2 separate regions of the Zea mays genome follow, and region 1 is linked to region 2. A link is a contact called in public Hi-C data. All regions are on one chromosome and are shown on one strand. Each heading gives the region's core, a stretch centred on a gene start, on an enhancer-like site or on the middle of the called end of the contact. The rest is flanking DNA. Distances are from core to core; before and after follow the strand shown. Region 1 holds the start of LOC100282262. Region 2 holds the start of LOC103633560 (ACR8).

Region 1 (3,891 bases), core at 952-3,451, 320 kb before region 2:
CTGAGTTCGTTAGGAGAAATCTTGCATGCATTAATATTAGAAAGTTTACTAGTATTATGAATCTTATGCTTAAGAATATAAGTTGGATGTGATCTGTTAACAGGCTGGGGCCTAAATACTATACACTATAGGAAGGCCATGTTTGCAAGGGAGATAACAACCAAGAAGCAATATATCAATGAGCTTTGCCTACCCAAACTAGGTTATGAACAGAAACTCTTCTCAACAGGAGAAACCGTCCACAAGAGGGTGATCAGCCCTTGTTTTGACATATTCATCAGGTTCTATAATAGATTTAATAGCCAAAAGAGTGCAAGCATGTTGTAGTATGGCCCAACAGCAATTATCTAATGAATATTCTTTAAAAAACAATTATCTAATGAATAAGCATGAAAAGAGAGAGAAAAATACATGCTATTGAGTGATTGAGTACTGAAAAATCGTGGCACTCACTAAATTCTGAATGCAGAAACAGCAGGAAGAGAAAATACAAATGTAAATAAATACCAATGCAATGATGAGAAACTGACGCAGATGGTCTATATGGAATGACAAAAAGGAGAATGTGGGAAAACAATGAAACCTTTGTTAACATTCTGACCACCAGGACCACCACTTCTTGCAAAATTAACAGTAACATGATCTGCAGTAAATGGAATTAGAATAAACTTTAGCAAATCAAGCACTAAATAAACATGGTAATCAAGTTTCAAAAATCATTTCATAACACTGGAAAATATATCGTTGCACCCAAAATTTATCGAAAGCGAAACCAACCATAAGTTCTATTTACATGGATATTTTTGTCTTCTAGATCATCTATAAACATTGCAGTTGATAGGCATACCAAATCTACTCAGGTTCACAGAAAGATCACTCAATCATCTTGTGTTGCACCTTGCACTTGCACGGATAACATCTTCAACAATGTGTGACAAGAAAATGCATTCTCAATTGTAACTAACCCAGAACATTGCAGGAGATGTCATGTCTATATTGTTTGAGACATCGATTTATGAGCCAAAATTAATAATCACCTCAACCATCCTCACGCTCTCCATGTTCTCACTTGTACTATATTTTTTTGGAATTCTCCATTTCCATTATTGTAATAACGGAAAGACAAGCAGTCTGATAACCAGGAACAGAAGGGAGAAAACAGAGGACTAACCAACTTAATTTAAGCAACTAGCCTAGCATTATAACCCATGCAAACACAGTTTACAGAGTACAGCGTCCAGGACAAAAGCAGCTACAAGCTGCATGGACAGTTCAACGCTTCTGAACATAATATGATAAACGTCATTGCAAACAGCCAGTTTCATGACTTCATGAGGTAATATGTAACCTATCTGCTTTTATATGGTTCGTTAATTTGCACTCTACAGCACCAACAGTTTCTAATCAAAGAATGGCACGCTGACAAAAGACCATATCAATCATGTCCACAGTTTGCTCTAAACGTGAAATGAAGTTACCAAGGAATTAACGAATTAGTAGAAGATACATTTAAACCGCACATACAACTCCTTGGTGCCAGCCATTCCGGTCAAACGAAATTACCACATACGCACATCAATTGGTATGCAAATAGGATTTCTACAGGCTTGAGCAGACTCAGTGCAAGCCCTTCAACAGTTTGCACATACAGTGCCCCTTGTGATCATAAGTATTAACGTTTCTTGACAGTCAACTGTGGTACATAAGCTGCAAACTATACCGGTTTGATGCTAGAGTGCGACATTGCCATTCAGAAATCAATAAGGGTTTTGGGACCGATTGGAAGGCAGAACGAGGATTCAGGCCAGCTGTAGTTAATTACCCAGGGTGATCTTGGGGGCAGGGTCCGAACCCGCCGACGCGGCGCGCTCCTCGGCGTTCCGCAGCACCTGCTGCGTCAGAGCCAGCCGAGCCGACACCTTCTTTCCACCGGCGTCGCCGGCCCCGGCCGCCGAGCATCGGAGGCGTATAAGCCCGGTGCGGCCAACGGCCAGGTTCAGACCCAGGCTCGGGGCAGGACACCGAGGGGACTGGAACAGGAGGCAGGAAGGATGGCGGAAACCGAACCGCAGGAGGCTGCTGCCCCGCATGGCGGTCGCCATTTGGGAGGAAGGCGACTAGCGAGCGGCGGAACTAGAGAGCTCGGCCGCACGGCGAACGGGTGAAGGCGAAGCGAAAGCAGGAAGCAACAGCAACCAATCGCTTGGGCTTTTCCTGTAGTTTAGTTTGTTTTTTGCTGGGTGGGCTGACTTGAGATATAGCCCATCTGGAGGACTTCTGCTAGTTGGTCCAAACTTTCTGGTGTTGATTTACCACCTCTGTAGACCATTTCCCTAAAAACACAAATCATTAGCTCATGGCAAGAAAATCCAACTAAATTAGCTGCAGAACTCATAGGATTTATTATATTTTTATAAAAAACAATACTACTGCTACCTCTGTATAAGTTATGCACACAACAATTTCTTATATGCCAAGTTTTTCGGTAAAACCGGTTATTAAGAAGAGAAGAAATAGACTAGCGTGGCTAAAGAAAATTGGACAGCCAAAAGGCCGAAGACACGTGTCTGACGGTTAAGATAGTTGGAGGGTCCAATCAATCTATTCCATTGGGATCTGCGATGTGAAAGTTTCGAGCTTCCAAGGTTGGTCATGTCATGATTCTCATGCCGCACTTTGCAGCTTCGGCCAAACAAAGAAACTGTTAAGTGGTACTCAAACTTTACATAATAAAAAATTAACAGAAACTGTTCGTGATTAATAATTCACCCATATTCACACAAGCAGAAGCAGTAAATGCCTAAACGCAGATCATCATGTTTTTTTAGCGAACAAGTAAAATCCCCGTGTTCTTTCTACCTGTGCAAGGGCAACATTTTACCCTACTTCACTGCTCTACAGCTATCAACCACATCTGTAGCACTCCCATTAATGTCACTACAGCTACTCCCCAACCCCACGCTGCCGTTGGCGCTGCTCCCGCCATCTCTGTGGCCGTCTGTGCGGGCGTTACTGCTGGTGTAGAAGCAGACGACCCTGCATTTCACCACGCCCGCGCCGGCCAGGTAGACGTGGAACCCTGGCGCCATCATCATCTTCACGCTGGCCGGTTCCAGCGTCCCCGCCCGGCTGGCCGCGGCGTCCTCCATGAACCGCGGGTCGAAGCGCGCGCCTCGCTCGGCGCGCACAACGGGGAGCGGCGGGTGGACGGAGCGCGCCAGGAGGCGGACGCCCCACACGCCCTTGGCGGCGAGGAAGAAGGCCTGCAGCAGCGGCTCAGGCCACGGCCGCGCGCGCGCCCAGCCGAGCGAGGACACCACCTCGCTCATCTTGGCGTCGCAGAAGCGGCTGAGCCCCTCGCTGTAGTGCTTGGTGCCGTGGAGGAGGACCTCCTCCCACGTGAGCACCGCGACGGCGTGGTACGCCGCGAGGTTGGCCTGGCACCGGCCCGCGGGGTCCGTGGTGTGGGCGTCGGCGTCGGTGTCCAGCTCGAAGTCGGCGTGGAACGCGCGGTTGAGGAAGCTCTCGAGGCTCGGGCCGGGGCTGGAGGGGCTGCGGAGGTGGGCGGACAGCGCGCGCGCGAGGTTCCGCACGGCGGCGCGGGCGGTCGAGACGGCGCGGAGGAAGGAGTCGACGGGGAAGGCGGCCGCGGGGGTCGGGAGCACGCGCGCCTCGAGGCGCGCGAGCTTGTGCTCCAGCTCGGCGAGGGAGTGCTTCAGGCGCGTGGTCTCCTCCAGCGCCTCGTCCCGCGTGCGCGTGGCCGCGGCGAGCCTGCGGGAGAGGTCGGCCGCGGCGAGGCGCCACTGCTCGCCGTCCCCCGCGTCGGCGCCTGCCGAGGCCGGCGTGGCCGACGGCGACGAGCGCGGGGTGGAGCGGCGGGTGAGGGAGACG
Region 2 (3,502 bases), core at 185-2,684:
AATCCAAGTCCGTCAAGGTGCACACGACGTCGAACAGCAGCTTGGGGCGGTCACGGCAGCTCACGGTGAGCACCGAGTACCCCCTCTCCCCCCAATCCTGCACGGCGACCGCCGTGGCCTGGTCGGCGCGGCTCTCGGCCTCCCCGTCCTCGTTGAGGAGCTGGTGGAGCCTCCGGTCCATGTTGACGGCCGCGGCGTCCGCCCGGACCATCCTGGCGCCGAGCGCGCCGCCGCGGAGGACGTGCCTGAGCCTGGACTCGACGCGCCGGACCCGCGCCGCGTCGTCGATGGGCGCGCCCGTGTCCTCGTCGCGCACGAACACGAGCGCGGCGACGCGGCCGCCGTGCGTCCAGGCCCTGGCGTCGGCGATGTCGCAGCGGAGGTCGTGCAGCACGGCGAAGACCTCGGAGAGGAGGCCCGGGCGGTCGGCGCCGACGAGCTCGAGCAGGGTGGGCGTCCCAGCCGCAGCGGCGGGCGGCGTGCGAGGCGGCAATGCGTCGGCCGAGAGCGAGGACTCGAGCCGCGCCAGCAGGGCGTCGGCGTCGGCGTCGGCCACCTTGCGGCCCGCGGCGTCGGTCACGTGGAACACGTCCATGAACCAGCGGCCGTCGTCGGAGGAGATGTAGCCCTTGCGGACGCAGACACCGTGGTCGGACAGGGCCGCCACCGCCTCGAGCAGCACGCCGTGCTTCCTCGCGCTGTGCACCTGCACCAGCGTCGCCGTCGCGCACACGCCGTTGTCCACCACCACCCTGCGCCATCGCCCGCGACCGATCACCGACCGCTCCATCGAAGGATCAAGGATCCATCCAAGAACGAGAACCGCAGGGGGAAAAAAGAGAGAGCGATGAAATCCCCACCCACCCACCCTCCCTTACCTCGGGGTGTTCATGTGGCGCACGAAGAGCTCGTACACCTCTGAGGGATGGTACCGCTCCATGGCCGCCGGTACCCTCTCCTCCTGGCCTCGGCCTCTCCTCCGCTGCTCCGCTTCAGTTTCCCGGACTCTCGCAACGCGGCGACGGTTCCCTTTGCCGCGGGGGGCGTGCGTGCGTGCGTTTCTTTCCTCCTATGCAGGGGCGCAGGGCAGGGGCGCAGGGGAGGCGGAGATTTCGTTTCGGTCGGAGGGAGATCGTAGATTAGGTTGGGGCTTGAGAGCGTCGCGTTCGCGTTGGTTCAAATTGAGCGCTGGGTGTGGGAACGGTGGGTTTTTGCTCTGGTCTGGGCTGGTGGCCTCTCCGCCTGTGTATGTGCCTGTGTCTGTGTGTGCGATGCGGGTGTGGGGATGGCCGGGGTTGTCTCGGTCAGCATCCGTCTACAATGCGCGCGCGAGACCGGCGATTTCACGCAATCCTTGCCACGGATTGGTGGGAGCCTGGGCTCTGGAGTCAAACGGCGGTCGCAGGCGAGGACTGGGCAAGCGGAACTGTCTATGGTCGGGCTGCTGGGGTTCAACCGAAGGCTACTACTCTACACATGAGAAAGTGAGACGCTGCCGTGTGGAAAAAGTTTCTGGTATCCGGTGTGAAAGTGATGATTCACTCGCGTTGTCGTCGGGAGGGAGTGCGGGAATCGCCTCCCTCTAGCCTATGCGTGCCAAGAATCGGTAGACTCGTACCATATATGATTTTATAGATGCTAGCATATATACTACGCTACGCTTCTTACATACACTGTCCCAGAGGTAGAAAAAAATTGACAACGAAGTAACTAGTAATACTTATCCTATCTATAATAATTATTTTAAAGGTGTTACAAAATCAGAAAGTTGTACTAATTGATAATAGTATTATAACTTTTTTCTAATATAATTATGATACACTTTGATAAATTAGACGGTAAAACAATTCATTGCAATCTATGGGTTGGAGAATTTGTTCTTAAACAACCTTAATATGACATATCTTATAATTATTATAAAAATCAAAAGGGTTTATGCACCTAATAAAGCTAATTCGGTCTCTTCGGCATTTCAAACCAATAAGGTCAATTCCGCAGGTGGAGCTAACACATCCATGCTAATAGACCACTTTTACTCCTATTTTGGGTCTGTTAATCGAAGAATCACACCAGGGTAGCGAAAGTACCCAAGACAGAGGTACAAAGTTATGAGTAGAGTATGGGTGTACGCTGATCCAAGTGCAGCCTAGTACCAACATCGGTGCAATTTAGAGAGGTTTAGGCCACAAACTGTGTGATATTCTATGTCCTCTCGTGTATGATGGATTTATGAACACGAAGGTAAAGAAGATTACAAATAGGTGTAGCATCCCAGACTAAACAACCGAAGCTAAACATGTATTTAAGCCCAGAAAACCGTATGTGGTGAAATACATTACACAAGTGGTGCCACAGTCATACAATGCTTTATTTAGTATATTCGATTACAATAATAATACAAACTAAGAAAGATATAGTTGATTTGGTAAACGCTAGGGTAGTCTCTTCTTCCCACACGGTGGCTTCTAGTGCAACAGCACCACACCAAACTTGGGTATAGGACACGAACTACTCAGAACTCCTCGGACACGAAATCAGGATTATCTGCAATGATTTATCAACGAGTGAGTACAAAAGTACTCAGCGAGTCCCACCTCGCCCTTACGATGAGGGAGTTACTGATAGTCGCCTAGAAGGGGGGTGAATAGGGCGAAACTGAAATTTATAAATATAAACACAACTACAAGCCGGGTTAGCGTTAGAAATAATAATAAGTCCGAGAGAGAGGGCGCAAAACAAATCACAAGCAAATGGAGAGTGTGACACGCGGATTTGTTTTACCGAGGTTCGGTTCTCGCAAACCTACTCCCCGTTGAGGAGGCCACAAAGGCCGGGTCTCTTTCAACCCTTCCCTCTCTCAAACGGTCCCTCGGACCGAGTGAGCTTCTCTTCTCAAATCACTTGGGAATCAAACTTACCGCAAGGACCACCACACAATTGGTGTCTCTTGCCTCAATTACAAGTGAGTGTTTGATCACAAGAAAGAATGCCAAAGAAAAGAAGCGATCCAAGCGCAAGAGCTCAAATGAACACTACAAATCACTCTCTCTAGTCACTAAGGCTTTGTGTGGAGTTGGGAGAGGATTTGATCTCTTTTGGTGTGCTTTGCAATGAATGCTAGCTCTTGTATGGTGGTTGGAAGCTGAAAAACTTGGATGCAATGAATGGTGGGGTGGTTGGGGTATTTATAGCCCCAACCACCAAACATGACCGTTGGTGGAGGCTGTCTGTCGTATGGTGCACCGGATATGTCCGGTGCGCCAGCCACGTCACCAAAGCCGTTGCAATTCGACCGTTGGAGTTCTGACTTCTGGGCCCGCCTGGGTGTCCGGTGGTGCACCGGACATGTACTGTAGAGTGTCCGGTGCGCCAGCATGGGCGTGCCTGACGCCTGCGCGCTCTGGCGCGCATTAATTGCTGTTGCAGGCGATCGTTGGCGCGAAGTAGCCGTTGCCCCGCTGTTGCACCGGACAGTCCGGTGTACACCGGACATGTCCGGTGA

Evidence for each region. A called contact is a pair of places that touch in the nucleus more often than the background predicts.
Region 1: a Hi-C map of tassel shows a contact between it and region 2, with 5 times the contacts expected there. The contact joins the promoter of LOC100282262 here to the promoter of LOC103633560 in region 2. A contact is called at or near these places in 3 of 25 Hi-C or Micro-C datasets (ear, endosperm and tassel).

What each region holds. Positions count from the first base shown.
Region 1 is chr1:34,166,581-34,170,471 of Zm-B73-REFERENCE-NAM-5.0, reverse strand. It overlaps LOC100282262, which reads right to left and starts at 2,201. Exons shown (of 8, transcript NR_158761.1): 1 at 1,823-2,201; 2 at 584-643. It overlaps LOC100277561, which reads right to left. Exons shown (of 2, transcript NM_001367859.1): 2 at 2,690-3,891. The coding sequence ends at 2,883.
Region 2 is chr1:33,850,010-33,853,511 of Zm-B73-REFERENCE-NAM-5.0, reverse strand. LOC103633560 (ACR8) reads right to left here and starts at 1,434. Exons shown (of 4, transcript XM_008655249.4): 1 at 879-1,434; 2 at 1-752. The coding sequence starts at 940.